Regions from separate parts of the Pan troglodytes genome. Here region 1 is linked to region 2. Evidence: chromatin contacts called from public Hi-C data. All regions are on one chromosome and are shown on one strand. The core of a region is the stretch at or near the end of the contact, and the rest is flanking DNA. Distances in the headings are between cores, read along the strand shown. Region 1 overlaps SYN3 (synapsin III). Region 2 holds the start of TIMP3 (TIMP metallopeptidase inhibitor 3).

The links. Hi-C and Micro-C count contacts between places; a contact is called where the count stands out from the background.
Region 1: a Hi-C map of stem cell-derived neural progenitor cells shows a contact between it and region 2, with 4 times the contacts expected there. The contact joins the enhancer-like site here to the promoter of TIMP3 in region 2. A contact is called at or near these places in 3 of 7 Hi-C or Micro-C datasets (blood, induced pluripotent stem cells and stem cell-derived neural progenitor cells) and 1 of 1 other capture datasets (stem cell-derived neural stem cells).

Annotation. Positions count from the first base shown.
Region 1 is chr23:35,082,414-35,089,775 of NHGRI_mPanTro3-v2.0_pri, reverse strand. The region is part of intron 2 of SYN3 (synapsin III); the gene reads left to right. Among named protein-coding and RNA genes, the nearest start is that of SYN3, 72 kb to the left of the region's middle. Within about 2 kb of position 2,890, at least 9 of the 24 cell types and tissues checked have an H3K27ac peak or open chromatin away from gene starts, as enhancers often do. A contact at or near this core is called in induced pluripotent stem cells, stem cell-derived neural progenitor cells and stem cell-derived neural stem cells, where this site is marked.
Region 2 is chr23:34,900,652-34,907,878 of NHGRI_mPanTro3-v2.0_pri, reverse strand. TIMP3 (TIMP metallopeptidase inhibitor 3) reads right to left here and starts at 5,475. Exons shown (of 5, transcript XM_515097.8): 1 at 5,041-5,475. The coding sequence starts at 5,161. The region is part of intron 6 of SYN3 (synapsin III); the gene reads left to right.

The DNA of each region.
Region 1 (7,362 bases), core at 1,641-4,140, 180 kb before region 2:
GATGCTGCCATCTACCTCCTCTTGGAGAGAGAAAATGACCTGTCATGTTCTTAGGGACATACCCAGCTGCCCTCGACCCTCCACCCATCATGTTGATGCACAGGAGGGAAAGAGATGAACTTTAGTTAAACACCTGCCATGTGTCAGGGGTATCATTCATGGGGTCCTTACAGCAGATGTAGTAATGTCCTTATTTTTACAGTTAAGGAAACCAGGGTTCAGGAAGGTTGACACTGGCCTGAGGCAGCACTGGAAATAAATAGCTGAAAGGGACCTGGGCTTGTCTCCAAGGCTAGTGGTGCTCACGCACTTCCTTACCTGGGGAGATCAAGTTCTACCCCTGCAGCCCATCGGGGAGCAGCTCATTTGCTAGCACATTCTTGGCAGGTTACAGAGGCCCTTAAATCTGTGTCTTCATATAATTCTGTTGACAACCATGTGAGTAGATCTTCTTATCCCCATCTACGGAAGAGGAAGCAGAGGCTGGTCCAAAATCAGGCGGCAGGTGCCAGAGCTGCCAACTCAAACCCAGGTCTTCTGCTCTGTGCCTGTTGTACATTAAAGGACACACCCAGGAACATTCATCTCTCTCCTGGGTGCCCCCAGGACGTACCTACTTCCTTTGCCCTTGCCCGTGTCCTTTTGGCAGACACACACATCCAGATCCGGCTGCACTCATCTTTGCAGCCCTGGCAAAGACTAGGTACCAAACATTGGATGGATGGGTGGACGGTGACCTCAGGAAGGTGATCCCTGACCTTCAGACTGAGTTGGCTGCTTTTTCTGTGGGCTGAGGGGGATATTTGTGTGAATGCTCTGTGTGGTCATTTTCTATTTTTGTGTCTGTCCCTCCCATTAGGTAGTAAGCCCCCTGAGACCAAGAGCTAGCTATGTTGTCTTTGCGCTTGTTTCCTTACAGCCTGCAGACTCTGGCACATAGTAGGTGGTCTATCTGTGTATGTTCAGTGTCTTTGAAAGAAGCCTTTTCTACCAACTGAAGTCCAATTTCCCCTGCACCCCACATCTTATCCTCAATCACATTGGTTGTGCATTTTATTCATAGTACTCTTCTTTTTATCTATTTATTTTATTATTATTATTATTATTATTATTATTATGAGACAGAGTCTTGCTCTGTTGCCAGACTGGAGTGCAGTGGCGAGATCTTGGCTCACTGCAACCTCCACCACCCGGTTTCAAGCAATTCTCCTGCCTCAGCCTCCCAAGTAGCTGGGATTACAGGCATGCACCACCATGCCTGGCTAATTTTTGTATTTTTAGTAGAGATGGCGTTTCACCATGTTGGCCGGGATGGTCTTGATCTCTTGACCTTGTGAACCGCCCACCTCGGCCTCCCAAAGTGTTGGGATTACAGGCATGAGCCACTGTTCCCGGCCTCAGTGTCTTTCAAAGAAGCCTTTTCTACCAACTGAAGTCCAATCTCCCCTGCACCCCACATCTTATCCTCAATTCCATTGGTCGTGCATTTTATTCGTAGTACTCATTCTTTTTATCTGTTTATTTATTTATTTTTTGTCTTTTCAATAAGCATGTAAGCTCTCCAAGAACAAGGACTACATCTGCCACTGTATCTGCTATATCTACTCCTATGCCTGGTGTGGTGCCTAGTCCACATAAGGCTCAATAAATAGTGATTGAATGAGGGAGTGAATAAGTGATGTGAATTGTGATCAGATCCTGCCCACAAAAATCTCCTTCTCTATTGTTCTCAGAGGCAAAAGGTGGGGATCATTTGTCACATCCTGTGGCTCGGGGCCCTGTTATGTCTCAGTTTTTTGCCTCCGCAGATCCCCATACAGGCATAGGGAGTCTCATCACTCTTAGCGCATTCCTTCCCTTCCTAGTTCATTGGACCTTGCTAATTGCATGGAGGACTGAGAGGCTGCACCATTGTTTGGGGTTGAGGGCGGGGTTCCTCCATCTGGCAATGGGAAGGTGCCAGGAGGGTGAGCTGTTCTCAGGAGAAAATAATGGAGCTAGAATCAGATCTTGGGTCCCTTTGCATTCCAAGGTCTTTCTTCTGCCACACCTCTGCCCATCCAGCCTGCCATGTGACTCTCTTGCTAACTGGCAAAGTCTCTGAGTGTTTTGCCTTCATTTTCTCCACAGCCCATTGGTTGTCTTCCCTGCTTCTGCCTGGGCCACAAATCAGCAACTGACATGTTGCATCAGAAACATGAAAATCTCTTTCTCTATTTCCACCCCACCCCCAGTGGGGGTGGCCTGCGGAGAGACAGCTGTCCCTGGGACAGGACATTCCTGACCTCTCCTTCCTTGGAAGGACATCACCAAGCCCTGGCTGCGTTAACTCTACATACAGGATCGATTTATTGGAAAACAGTCCTGTTTGAACACAGATCCTGTTTGTATGAATTCCCCTTCTTCTGCCCTTGCTGCAGCCACAAAAGAGCCCCGTACCCATTCCTCATCAATCTCTCTCATACACACTTCCCACCTCCCTCAACTAGGGATTTCCCACCCCAGGCAGCACCAGTTTTATAATATTCTTCAGATGTGGCAGTAAAATATGAGACCACCCACAGAGAGAGAATCTTCGTGGAATCCAGAGCTCCCCCCACCTTCTTCCCCAGGCCAAGGACTTGATTGATTGGCTGAGGTATTCAGGGAGCTCGTTATGAGATTGAACATATTAGGGCGTAAAGAGGAGGCAGCCATGAGAGACAGAGCCCTTAGGCACAGCGGGTCCATCCATTTTGCCTGAGGTCAAACAGCCAGTCAATTACAGAGGCAGCAACCCCAGCCCCCAAAGGCATCTAGAATTCCAGACCATCCCTACCCTTCCCTCTGCCAGACAGAACCGTTCAGAGGCGGCTCAAGCCTGAATGAGCCCCCGGCAAGGAGGCAGCAGTCTGTGTGGCCCATCAGGAGACAGACTTCTGACTTGCAGCCAGGCGGGGGGATGGACTCCCTGACCCTCAGCTTCAGCCCCAGTCCGTCTGCCAGGCCCTGCAGTAAACATTCCAGAGATGGGCAAAACAAATGTTTCTCCTGGGAAGGTGAGGTCTCATCAAGAGCACAGCTGCTTGGGTGGTATTGGTGTAGTGCAAAGTGCTTCAGGTTCCAGGTTAGAATCAAGTCGAGGAATGCCAGTTGCGCAGGTTGGCCTCGTACACACCCCCACATCGCAGTGGCTGTAGACCTGTGAATGTATTACAATGGTGTGCCAGTAGATGGCAGTCAAGTGTCTCCAGGAAAGGCCGGCCTACAGACAGTATTTCCTTACCCGGTCAGCGAACATTTGTTAAGCCTGTTGTCCTGTGCCCTAGCTCATCGTGCTGGATACTGGAGACACAGTGAGCATGGAGACTCAGTTTCTGGTTTCCAGGAGCTCACAGACTATATGTTTGGGGGCAGAGGGCAGCTAAGTGATGTGTAATGACAACGTGAAGTGGTAAGGGCTGGAATGGTTGTAAGTGCAGCGTGCTGTAGGACCCAAGGGAGGACGCTCAGCCCAGCTAGGGAAGGGGGTGCTGTCAAGGAAAACTCAACAGAGTAGATATCACTCATAGGATCTTGAAACATGAGAAAGAGACAATCAAGGAAGCGCCAAGCAGAGGTGAAGGCCTGTGCAGAGGTTCAGAGGCAGGACAGCACAGGGAGTATTTAGAGAAGCGCAGGAATTTGGATGCAACCATGAAATAGACAGCAAACTGGAGGGGAAGCAGACCCCCAGTCAGCAGGGTCCAGATCATGAAGGATGCCAGGGCTCTGGACTGGATCCAAAAAGTCTGAAAGACCACTTAGTGTCTCCAGGAAAGGTACCCAAATTCTTCCCTCTAGAGTTTGGGTACCCAGATCACTCGTGTAACTTTGAGCAGAGACTTCTCCATCTGGAACACGTTGGGAGCAATCCCTGCCCTACCACCCCTCAGGGTTGGCATGAAGATCAAATAGGAGGAAGGATGTGAAGGGTCTGGCTGTCCTTATAGGCCAAGGCCACCTCTTTGTCCCCATCACCAGCCATCACTCCTTGCACCTGTGAGACAGATCAAAGCAAGGTGAGTCATAATTCTGCTTTGTAACCCCCAAGAGGGTAAGATTGTTTTGTTTATTTGTGGGTCCCCTAGCACGCAGCACCCACTAGGCACAGGGTAAACACTCGATAGCTCTTTGCTCTTGTGGATTCTGTTTCAGGCCGTGGGCTACATACTTTGCAGCTTACTGTGTGCCAGGAACTATTCTCAGTGCTTTGTATGCCTTGTTTCATTTAATCCTCATAACAACCCTGTGAGGTAGCTACTACTATTAGCCTCATTTCCTAGGTGTGGAAACTAAGGCATTCAGAGGTTGGCTTACCCAAGCTTGCACAAGTGAGTGGAGGAGTTGGGGTCCTATCCAGGCTGTATGCCCTGAAGCCATTGCACTTTACTGCCTTGTTGCATAGAGGATTATGTGACTTTTTCACCACACCCTTCCCTTGGTAGTTACTGTCACCACTTGACAAATGAGGAAACTGAGCCCCAGAGGGCTAAGTGTCTTGTCTTAGAACACATGGTCAGTGAGTAGTAGAGCTAAGATTTTGCCCAAGCCTGTGTGATTGCAAATCCATGTTTTTTTTCCCAGTATGCTGGTGATTGTAATGATAGGTTACCATTCCTGGTCCCAGGCCCACCCAGTACTTCTTTTAAATTTGGAGCTTGGATTTAAAAGCAAGTGATTTTTAAATCCACGAAGGATGCCTACCTTGGATCTTGCTCTGGTCCTTATTAGCCACACCTCTCTTGACAGGCAGAGGAGTTAGGAGTGAGGGGATGTTCCCACCAAGACCCTACAAATTGCACTCTTAGGCCATGCCCTGGGTACCCAAACTCTAGAATTCCCTCCTCAAAGGGACCTTAACCCAACTTCAGCGCCTATATAGGCCAATTCCTTGGTCCATTTTCCAAGGGGTGGCCAAAGGACAACCATTTGGGGAGGGGAAGGGAGTAGATGAAGCTTGGCCACGTGGTCTGGGCAATCCACATACCCGCACCAGGAGCCTCAGTGGTGCAGGACAGAGGAGAGTGGGTGGGGAATTAAGGAAGATCTTGGGTGAGGTCTGAGAACCAAGAGCTGGCAGTCCTTGTGCTGCCATGTGCTGGGTAGAGTGCAAAGAATTCTGAGAAGTTTACATTCTGAGTCTTTAAGGTCATTATGAAATTGTATCTGCCAAGGAAGGGAGACAGACTCTTTTTTTCTTTTTTCTTTTCTTTTTCTTTTTCTTTTTTTTTTTTTTGGATGGAGTTTCATTCTTGTCGCCCAGGTTGGAGTACAATGGCGCAATCTTGGCTCACTGCAACTTCTGCCTCCCAGGTTCAAGCGATTCTCCTGCCTCAGCCTCTCCTGCCTCAGCTGGAATTACAGGCGCCCACCACCACTCCTGGCTAATTGTTTGTATTTTTAGTAGAGATGGGGTTTCACTATGTTGGCCAGTCTGGACTCCAACTCCTGACCTCATGATCCGCCTGCCTCAGCCTCCCAAAGTGCTGGGATTACAGGCATGAGCCACCATGCCCAGTGGACAGATGTCTTTTATTTAAATGTTTGCTGGCTTGATTTTGTCAATTTTAAATATTAGACATATGACACATAGGTTTCCATTTGTTGCTTTGCCCCAGGCGCTGCAAATACTAGACATGGGCTTGTCCTGGTGTCTGGAATTTGCTGATACTACCTTTAAGGATTACGATAAAATTCACAAACTGTATGAAAAGATTCTCTTTGCATGAGGCTGTCCACACGGGTATTTATTTGAAGACCATTGCTGAAAGAAAAAAAAATCAAAATCTTGCTTTCGAGTCATACTAATAGTTCCTTTCCTACTAAACTACTGCCTAGTTGACATCTAAGCCCATCAGGACGTAAGAAAAAGTGGTGCTAATATCAGAGCTGTCAGTCAGTTTTGGGAAGAGATTAACTCCACCAGCATCAGCTAAGAGTAGGTAGAGAGACTTTGGAAGCAGACAGGCTGAAGCAGTTAGTGAATTTGTAGAAAGGATTCTTTCACAAATGGAAGGCTGAAAGATAATGGGTGATGACATCCATCTTCCAAGGAAAAGAATAGGAGACTAAGAAGGTTGTTTAATGCTTAAAAAATTATCCATTAGAAATAAATCATGTGGCTGCATCCAGCTGATGGGAGAGTTGGGGTACACATTTTTATGTACCAATCTGTCAACTCTCTTACTGTGGGAAAAGGGGAGAATGAGTATTAGGAAGCAAAGAGCTGTCTCCGTCCCAGAGAAGGTTTATGGAAATGCTTAACACAATGCTCAGTTCACAGCAAATCACCAAGAACTATTAGTGTCATCATACCAATAATCAAAAAGAGAAAATGGAAACTTTGTTACTTTTTGTGAGACAATATCCAAACCTATAAAGACCCCAATTTTCACTGCTATTTTTCAGAGTTGAGCAAAAGCACAGATATGGAATTAGAAGTCCTGGGTTCAAATCCCTTAGGCAAAATATTTAGTCTCTCTGGGTTTCAGTTTCTTCATCTGTAAGTTGGAAATAATGATATCTACTTTGTGGTGGTGGTTGTGAGCGTTAATGAGAAAGGCTGTAGGTTAAACTCTATAGCAGAGTTTCTAGCACAAGAGTTGATACTCAACAAGTGTTTTTTCATCAGTCCATTCACTCATGTATTCATTCAACAAATATTAATCGATTTCCTACTATTTGTTAAGCACTCTGGTAGGTGTTAGGAAGAAAGTGATGAATACAATAGGTTATTTCTGACCTCAAGGAGCTGTGGTATAGTTTAGTGGTACACAGACATTAAACACAGTTACTAATTATAATTATTGTTGTAATAAATAGTATGAAAACAATATGAAGAGACTCTCAGTATAGAGATGAATCATAGGTCAGGATTAGGGTGCTTATGGAGAAAAATCACCAGGTAAATGAATTTGAGAAATAATTAAAATGTAGAATCAGTGAGTGTAGGGATGATGTCTAAACAATGGGTAGATAGGGATGTCATGTACTGATGATGGGGAAGACAGAGGCAGGGATGTAGAAGGAAGTCTGTGGAAGGAAGGAAGGAAGGACGGACGGATGGCAAATAGACAAAGGAACAAATGAGGACTGCTTTATTAGACAAATGGAAAAATAGAGAAATGGGTGAGACTGGATAGATCAATAATAAGTCTTTGGTGGAGTATGTGGGGCATATAGGTATAACTCAATAAAACAATACTGCATTATTTATTTTTGTAGGATTCTCTTTTTTGAATAGTTAGAAGATTTGGATAATGGGCGTCACTAAAACATTGATTTTTGTTAAGAGTTAAAATGCCATAACATTTTTAATGTTAAAAGAACACAAACATATAT
Region 2 (7,227 bases), core at 4,226-6,725:
CTGCCAATGTGGTGGGAGGTAAGCCAGGGGGGCAGTCAGGAGACTGGGTCCCAGCTGGAGAAGGTGCTCCTCTGACATATATATTAAGTAGAAAGATCTCTAGTACGCGTTGTTGAATGGGAAACAAGCAGAATACTGTATGTGGTATTATGTGGTATTCCATGATGTTTAATGTTCTACTATTCATGTTTCTAAGGGAAAAACTACTATAAATTTGCTATGGGTACCTATGTATGTAAATGTATAGGAAGAAAAGGATTTGGAGAAGGGGCTAGAGTTAGAAAAAGTAATCAGAAAGGATTTTACTCTTCTCCGATTTTAGATAGAGAGATAGATAGATAGATAGATAGATAGATAGATAGATAGATAGATAGATGATAAATAGAAATGGATATATCATAGATATACAGAGAGATACATACATGGACATAGAATGCATTCATATACTTGCAGCTTTTAAAATATAGATAAAACAGGCCAAGATGGTACAAATTGTTATTCCCCTTGTATAAATAAGAAAACTAAAGCTCAAAAATAGCCCATATGTGCCTAGGCACACACAGCCAACAAGCCCCAGAGGAAGGAGTGGAGCTCAGATCTGCCCTCCCCGTTGCCTTTCCACCACTCCACCCTGCCTCTCAAGGCCACCCAGGAGTTGACTACAACAAAAGGTAGAAGAAGGGGCCTCCTTGTCCATACTGGCTGGAATGGTAAAAGCCAAGTGCGATGGAGAATCGTGTTGTTGTTTTTGTTTTTAATTAATGAACCTGTTGGAATGTGCCATTCAGCAGTGGAGCTGAATGGTTCCTGCTGTTCATGCAAAACAAACAAAAACCCCTCCACCCAAGCTACTTCTGTGGCCACTTTTCTAGCCTTATCTATCCAGGGACTGTGAAAGGGACACAGAACTGTCAGAGGGGCACCTTCTCCAGCTGAGACCCAGTCTCCTGACTCCCCCTGGCTTTCCTCCTACCACACTGGCAGACTGGGTACCTCCCGCTGGGGAGCCCTAACTGATCCCACCTTTAAGGGAAGAGTCTTGAAGCCCTGAAATGTCTTGTCTCTATTAACCTTACTTCTCCTTGGGCCACAGTGAGACAAACCAAGTCCTTTTATTACTGTGGCTTGATGGTTTCAAGGGTCTTTTCCAGATCTAATAGCCAAAGAACATTAGAATTTTCCTCTATGATACACTAGAATAATAATAAGCTCTCCCTCCCTAAAGATGATGTTTAATTAAAACCTCTGGCCATTTTTGCTGTCTTCATATTTTTAAAGAAAACCCAAATGTAGAAGAAAAGCATTCTTCAAATGTTAACCATCCATTCCATCTCCTGGTCGCCTTAGAATGTCATGTGTCAATGAAAGTTGAAAGGTTTTTGAAGCATGGTATAACTGATAATACGTTTTAGCTTTATCATTTAGCAACTGGGTGGCCTTGGACAAGCACAGTCTCTTCAGCCTCAGTGTTTTCCATCTGAAAAATGGGTGCAATACCTACTCTTAAGGTTGCTGTGGGGGGTGGGGGGAGGGGGTGAAAGAGATGGCATTTGGGAAGTGCGTGCAACCAGGAGGGGCCTAAGAGATGTCTCTTCCCTCCTCCAGCTGGATAGCAGCTCTCCTCCTTCCATGGTTCCCAAGACATCCACAGCCTGGGTCCCCCAGACTTGCCCTACCAAGTGCTGGCGCCTCTCCAAAGTCTGATTCTTTCTGTTTTCCTTAAGTTGCAAAGCCCAGTGTTGAGGTGTAATTGTGTGTAAGAGGGAGAGGGGATGGATCTGGTTTCTTTGAAAATGGCTTCTTTGCTAAAACGACAACCTCAGATCTGATACTGAAAGAATCTGCTGGCACTGGCCCCTGTCAGAACAATTTGGAGCTATCCAGGGGCCATCCTCTGGGGCTGGCACCCGGCCCCCCAGCTGAGCCTCATGCTCAAATTCCCAACAGGCTCAGAGGCAGGCCCCGAACACGCTTCATCCTACAGCCCCATTCCTCCCATACAAAGGCGGCAAGAGAGAAGGAGAGAAGGGCTTGGCATTCTCAAGCAAAATTCTCTCTCTCTGCTGCACCCCCCTCAGCCCTGCCAGCCACCTTTGCAGAAGCCACACACGCACACACACACACACACACGCACACACGCACATTTTCAGAAAGCCCTTGGCACAGCCCACCCCTTCCTGAGCTGGACAGAGCTGCCAGGGCAGATTTGCCCGGGCCGAAGCCGCCTTCTTCATCTCCAGCCCCCTCCCATTCCTCTTCTAGAGTCAAGGTTTTGTCAGGAGTTTCAGGGGCAATGACTGGCCAGGGAGGGGGACCACAGACATCCTGCCTGCTGCCAAGTCCCTTTCTTTCCCCCACAGTGTGTCTTATAAGCCGGCATGTAGTTTATTCTTCTCCTAAACACTTCCATAGGGTGCAGGGCCTGGAGTTGCCATAGAAACACCTTTTAACTCCTCCTCCCCCAGAATGCCGTGCCAGGCCCTAGGACTTTGGGGAAAAAAGACAAAAAGAGACACCTGTGGATGAGCAGAGACAGGAGGAAAGGCCATCGGGCAGCCCCCCTGGAGAGGACCAGGCCAGGCCTCCTGTGCCTTCTGCTAGGCCAACACGGCACCAAGCCATGAAGAGAAAACCACCATGATGGTTTTCAAACAGGAAGTTGATGGGCTGACGTGAACACCTTTAGGGGGCTACAAAGTTGACTGGTGGGGTTGTGTGGGTCCCAAGGAATGGGGAGCTCCTTCATATTTGTTTGAGGGAGAGAATAGACAGTTTCAACCCAGACTGGAAACCAGAAAGGCTCTGAGCAATGAAACTTGGGAGCCAAGTACTGGACGCCAGCAGGGTGCTGTGCAAGGCGAGGGAGGTCGGCAGGCAAGCAGCTCACACCCACACCTCCCATTTTAAAAGCATTAGCTCATCCCTGCCACTAGTGCAGCTCACCAAACCCAGGCAGAACAATTTGGGATCCATGCCAGAGCATCGAAGATTTTTTGTTTCTTTTTTTCTTTTTGATTCCACAATCTCCTGGTCTTTGGGTACTTCCTGGTAACTTAGATTTTCTCTGAGAAATTTATGAAGAGGAGCGAGGGAGCTATTTCTTGTATCAATCCAGAGAAATTGTAAGAAACTTTCTGCATTGCTCAGACCCACCGCAGGAAACCTAAGCAGTAAGCAGACGGGAAGGCCCCCATTGGAAGCAGGATCTACTCATGCTTGTTTTCACTTTCTGTGGTCAATTTTTAGGGTAGAAACCCCAAAGCAAAGGGCAAGGGGGAAGAATGGGGACCTACTCCCACTACATACCAAAAAAACGCAAGTGAAGTCACCCAGCCCATTTTCCAGCAGAAAAGGACTTGGGCTGCACCCCTGCACACCCTGATTCCACCTGCCAGCCTCCTGGCCGCATGTGTGTGATCCTGCTGGGCAAAACCAGAACTCAGCTGCAGCAGCAACTCCCCACACTAATCAGGTGGGAATGTTACCAACTGGGATGAGGAGGGAAAGGGTAAGTGGAATGTGGGTGGAGATGGAGGAGGGAGGAAAACCCTCCCCAGTCTTCAGGCTGCCCAAAAGGATCTTTCTAAGCAATCCACAAATCCTGGGCCAGCTGGGTTCCCCCAGGAGAGGGGAGGATGTACCATGCGGGCCCCAGGGAGCCTCTTACAAGGGTGACCTCAGGTCACACAAACACCCTCAGCTGCCAACTGCACTGACATTCTGGTCACCACACCCCCACTCTGACCTCTAGGCTCAGCCCAGCCCACCAGCAGTGCCCCTCCCGGCCCTCACTGCCTCCCCTGCCAAGCTCCTACCTCCTCCCCCTCCTCACCACAACACGCTGGTAGAGTCCCTCACCCAAGACTCAGTGGAAAATTTCCTTCTCCTTTATGACTGTACTTAAAACACACACGCTCCATTCTTCACCTCTGAATCGACACAGGCAGAGGGCGGCAAGGCTGTCCCACCCCACCGCCCAGCCCAGCCCAGCCCAGCCCAGCGCGCACACACACACTCTCCCAGCAGAGCCACTGGACTTGCACGCTTTATGGGCTGGAAAGGAGGAGAGAGATGTTTCCCAGATGCCACTCCACCTTTAGCCATCCAAACACAAGTGTCCCAAACACTCCCAGACAAGCCTCCCAGGATGCTCTCGGGGCCCTCCATACACACTAAGGAGTAGGAGGTCTCTTTACAGGGTCTCTCTACTCAAGACACTAAGTCCAGTCTGGAACTGTCACCTTGATGTGACCCTTGGCAGGTTTGCTCTTTTGGTGACAAATCTGTTTTCCACTACCCATTCTCCCCCTCCCCACACACATTCAAGGGGAAAAAATATAGCCTTCCTGTGAATTTTCACAGCTATGTGGTGAGTGACCCCTCGCACCTTCTGCTGGCTATCAACACTCTCAAACACAGTGCCTCCAGGGCGTGGGTCAATGCCACAGCTTTCTCCTCATTTTCCCCCTTAAATCCACCCAAACTTGGCAGTCCCAGAAGCTCGGTTAGCGCTTGCCTGGGAAGCCTGCAGCTGGGTTGGGTCTCAGTGAAAAGAATGAATTTCATAGGCGCAGGAGATGATGCAGACTCGGAGTACTCCAAGTTTCTCCTGCAACTTTCCGTGCACATGGCGGGCAACTTTTTTTTTTTTTAACTATTCAATTTCCCAGCACTTTAGTTAGCATTCCAAGTTTTGGGAACCCTTTCCCCACCCTTCTCTTCTAGCCCTTCCTCCGTTAGTACTGAATGGGACATTTTCCAGATGTCAAAAGGACCGGTAGGAACCTCACGACCTAAGTTAGGAAAGCAAAGGCGGCCAGGGGCTCCCTCAGCCACTGTGAGTTTCCTCTGCAGGGCATCTTCCCCTCTCAGCTATGCCAGCGCCCCCGCCCAAGGACATCGAGTTTCTCCACTCCGCCCCAACCCCGTCTGCCCCTCTCCTGGGGCAGAGGAAAGAAGTGGGTCTCGCCCTGCCTCCCTAAGCACCGCTGCAGTCCCGGCTGCAGCGTGGGGCTCGGGCGGGGCACCAGGAGCGCTTACCGATGTCGGAGTTGCAGAAGGCGTCCTGGGGGTGGCTGGGCGAGCATGTGCACGCCTCGGCGCCCCAGTCCCCCAGGCTCCAGCTGCCCAGGAGCACGATGAGCCCGAGCCAAGGAGTCATTGCCGCTGCTGCCGCCGCTGCCGGGGCTGCTGCTCGCCTCTCCAAAGTTGCCGTGCGCGCCGCCGGCGGGGCTGCTGCAGCCCGAGCTCGCTCGCCCGCCGGGCCGTGCGGGGCAACCTTGGCCTCCGGCGCGCTGCCCTCCGAGTGCCCGGCGGGACGGGATGGGGCGCAGCGAGGCTGCCTCGGCGCTGGCGCAGGACTCCGCGGGCGGCCTCCCGGCGAAGGAGCAGGAGCTGGAGGAGCAAGAGGAGGAGGAGAAGCCGTCTGAGCGCCCGCCGCCTGCCTGCTGCCCGCTCTGCGCCGCTGCCTGGGCGGCCGAGTGATATAGCGCTGGGCCCCCGGGGACCCCGCCTCGGGCTGTTGGGGCCCGCCCCCTCAGACCAATGGCAGAGCCGCATTACCTCATCGGCCCTCCAAAAAGGGGGCGGGGCCGGGGGCACGGGGCAACGGGGCGGGGCCGCCCCCGGATCGTTCAGATCCTTATAGGGAATAATGCCGCCGTGGGCACGCGAGTGGGTGGGCTGGGGCGCGCCTGGGACCGGTGCTTGCCGCTGGGTCCTCGGAGCGGCGCCCTCGTGCCCCTTCTCGTCTGCGCCCTGGCCCCAGGCCCACCTGGGCCACTGGGTGCCTCTGACCCAAACCAGAACCAACTAACACCCACCCACCCCAGCAGGACCCCTTCCACAGGTGAGGGGTGGCCATATCCTAGAGACCTTGACTGTGCTTGGTGGAACCAGCGGGGGAATGCTAACTGCTACCCCTCCAGTTTCTCTGGAGAGAGCAGGCACAGAGGAGAAAGACCCAAACTCTCTCTCTCTCTCTCTCTCTCTCTCTCTCTCTCTCTCTCTCTCTCTCTAGTTCTTACTCTCTGGGATATGGGAAGCCATCTGCTGTTTGCAGCTGGCTATGATATATGATAGAAGACTGTTTTTTGTGCTCCCCCAGAGCAAACGGGGTTCTGTATTCATTCAACAAACACGGTTCAGGATGCTGGGTTAAGCAACACAAAGCCCTTGCCCCCGTGGACATCCATGAATGCACAGGGTGATTTTCTGTGATGCTAGGGCTATGAAGAAAACAAAACAGAGTTCTGTGTTGGACATGACTGGGGAGGGCCTGCTCTCTCTGCGATAGCAAGGGAAGGGCTCCCTGAAGTGCCATCCTCGCTAAGAAGTGGACAAAGACAAGGATCAGCTCTGGGGCAAGCCACAGGAGAGAGGTACCAGGCAGGCGGAACAGCAAGTGCAAAGACCCTGGGCATGTTTGAAAGACAGAAAGTAGAAAGGCAAGAGGAAGTGGTTCCCTGCCCATGGCTGACAGGGCTCCACCCTTCAGCAAGGGATTTGGGGGTGAGCTGATCCAAAACTGTAGTAAAACCAGGAGAACGATCCAGGATCCTAGACGACTAGCTATAATAGATGATTGCAAATAACTAACACAATTACTATCCTTATGATTGACATCTTGATTCTGCTTTGTATTTTTAAAAGCAGGATTCTGTATCTCACCGTATTATAGCTCTCACAATAATCTTTGTAGATAGGAAAAGCAAGCACAAGTATCACTCCCACTTTCCAGATGAGGAACCGGCACAGAAAGATGGGATGATTGGTGGCCAGCCAGGAACTCGTCACCCCTTTCCACTGCTCCTTCCCATCTGAAGAGAGACATGCATTTCCCTGAACGTCAGCAGCTGTTCCATCTAACTGCAAATGGCCATTAGCAGCTGGGATCTTCCATCTTTCTACACTTTTGTCTCTTTCCCTTTCTCTTCCACTTCATCCTGTTAGAAATGCCACAAGTTTGGAACAAATAGAAACAGGGAGAAATGCAAGTTCAGCTTCTTTCTCAGAACTCCTCTGTTTACATCTCAGACAAGTGACGTTGGGACAGCAGAGGCCGAAGAATTCGTGAGAGATGGTATTTCCAAGAACACTTTTGAAACTCCTTTTTCCCCTTTGAGCACTTTAGCCATAGGAAAGGGAAACCAGTTTCCACATCTTTTTGACTTGTCCCCTCCACCCAGCTTTAAAAACCCTCCCTGCCTTCACTCTAACTGTGGCCTA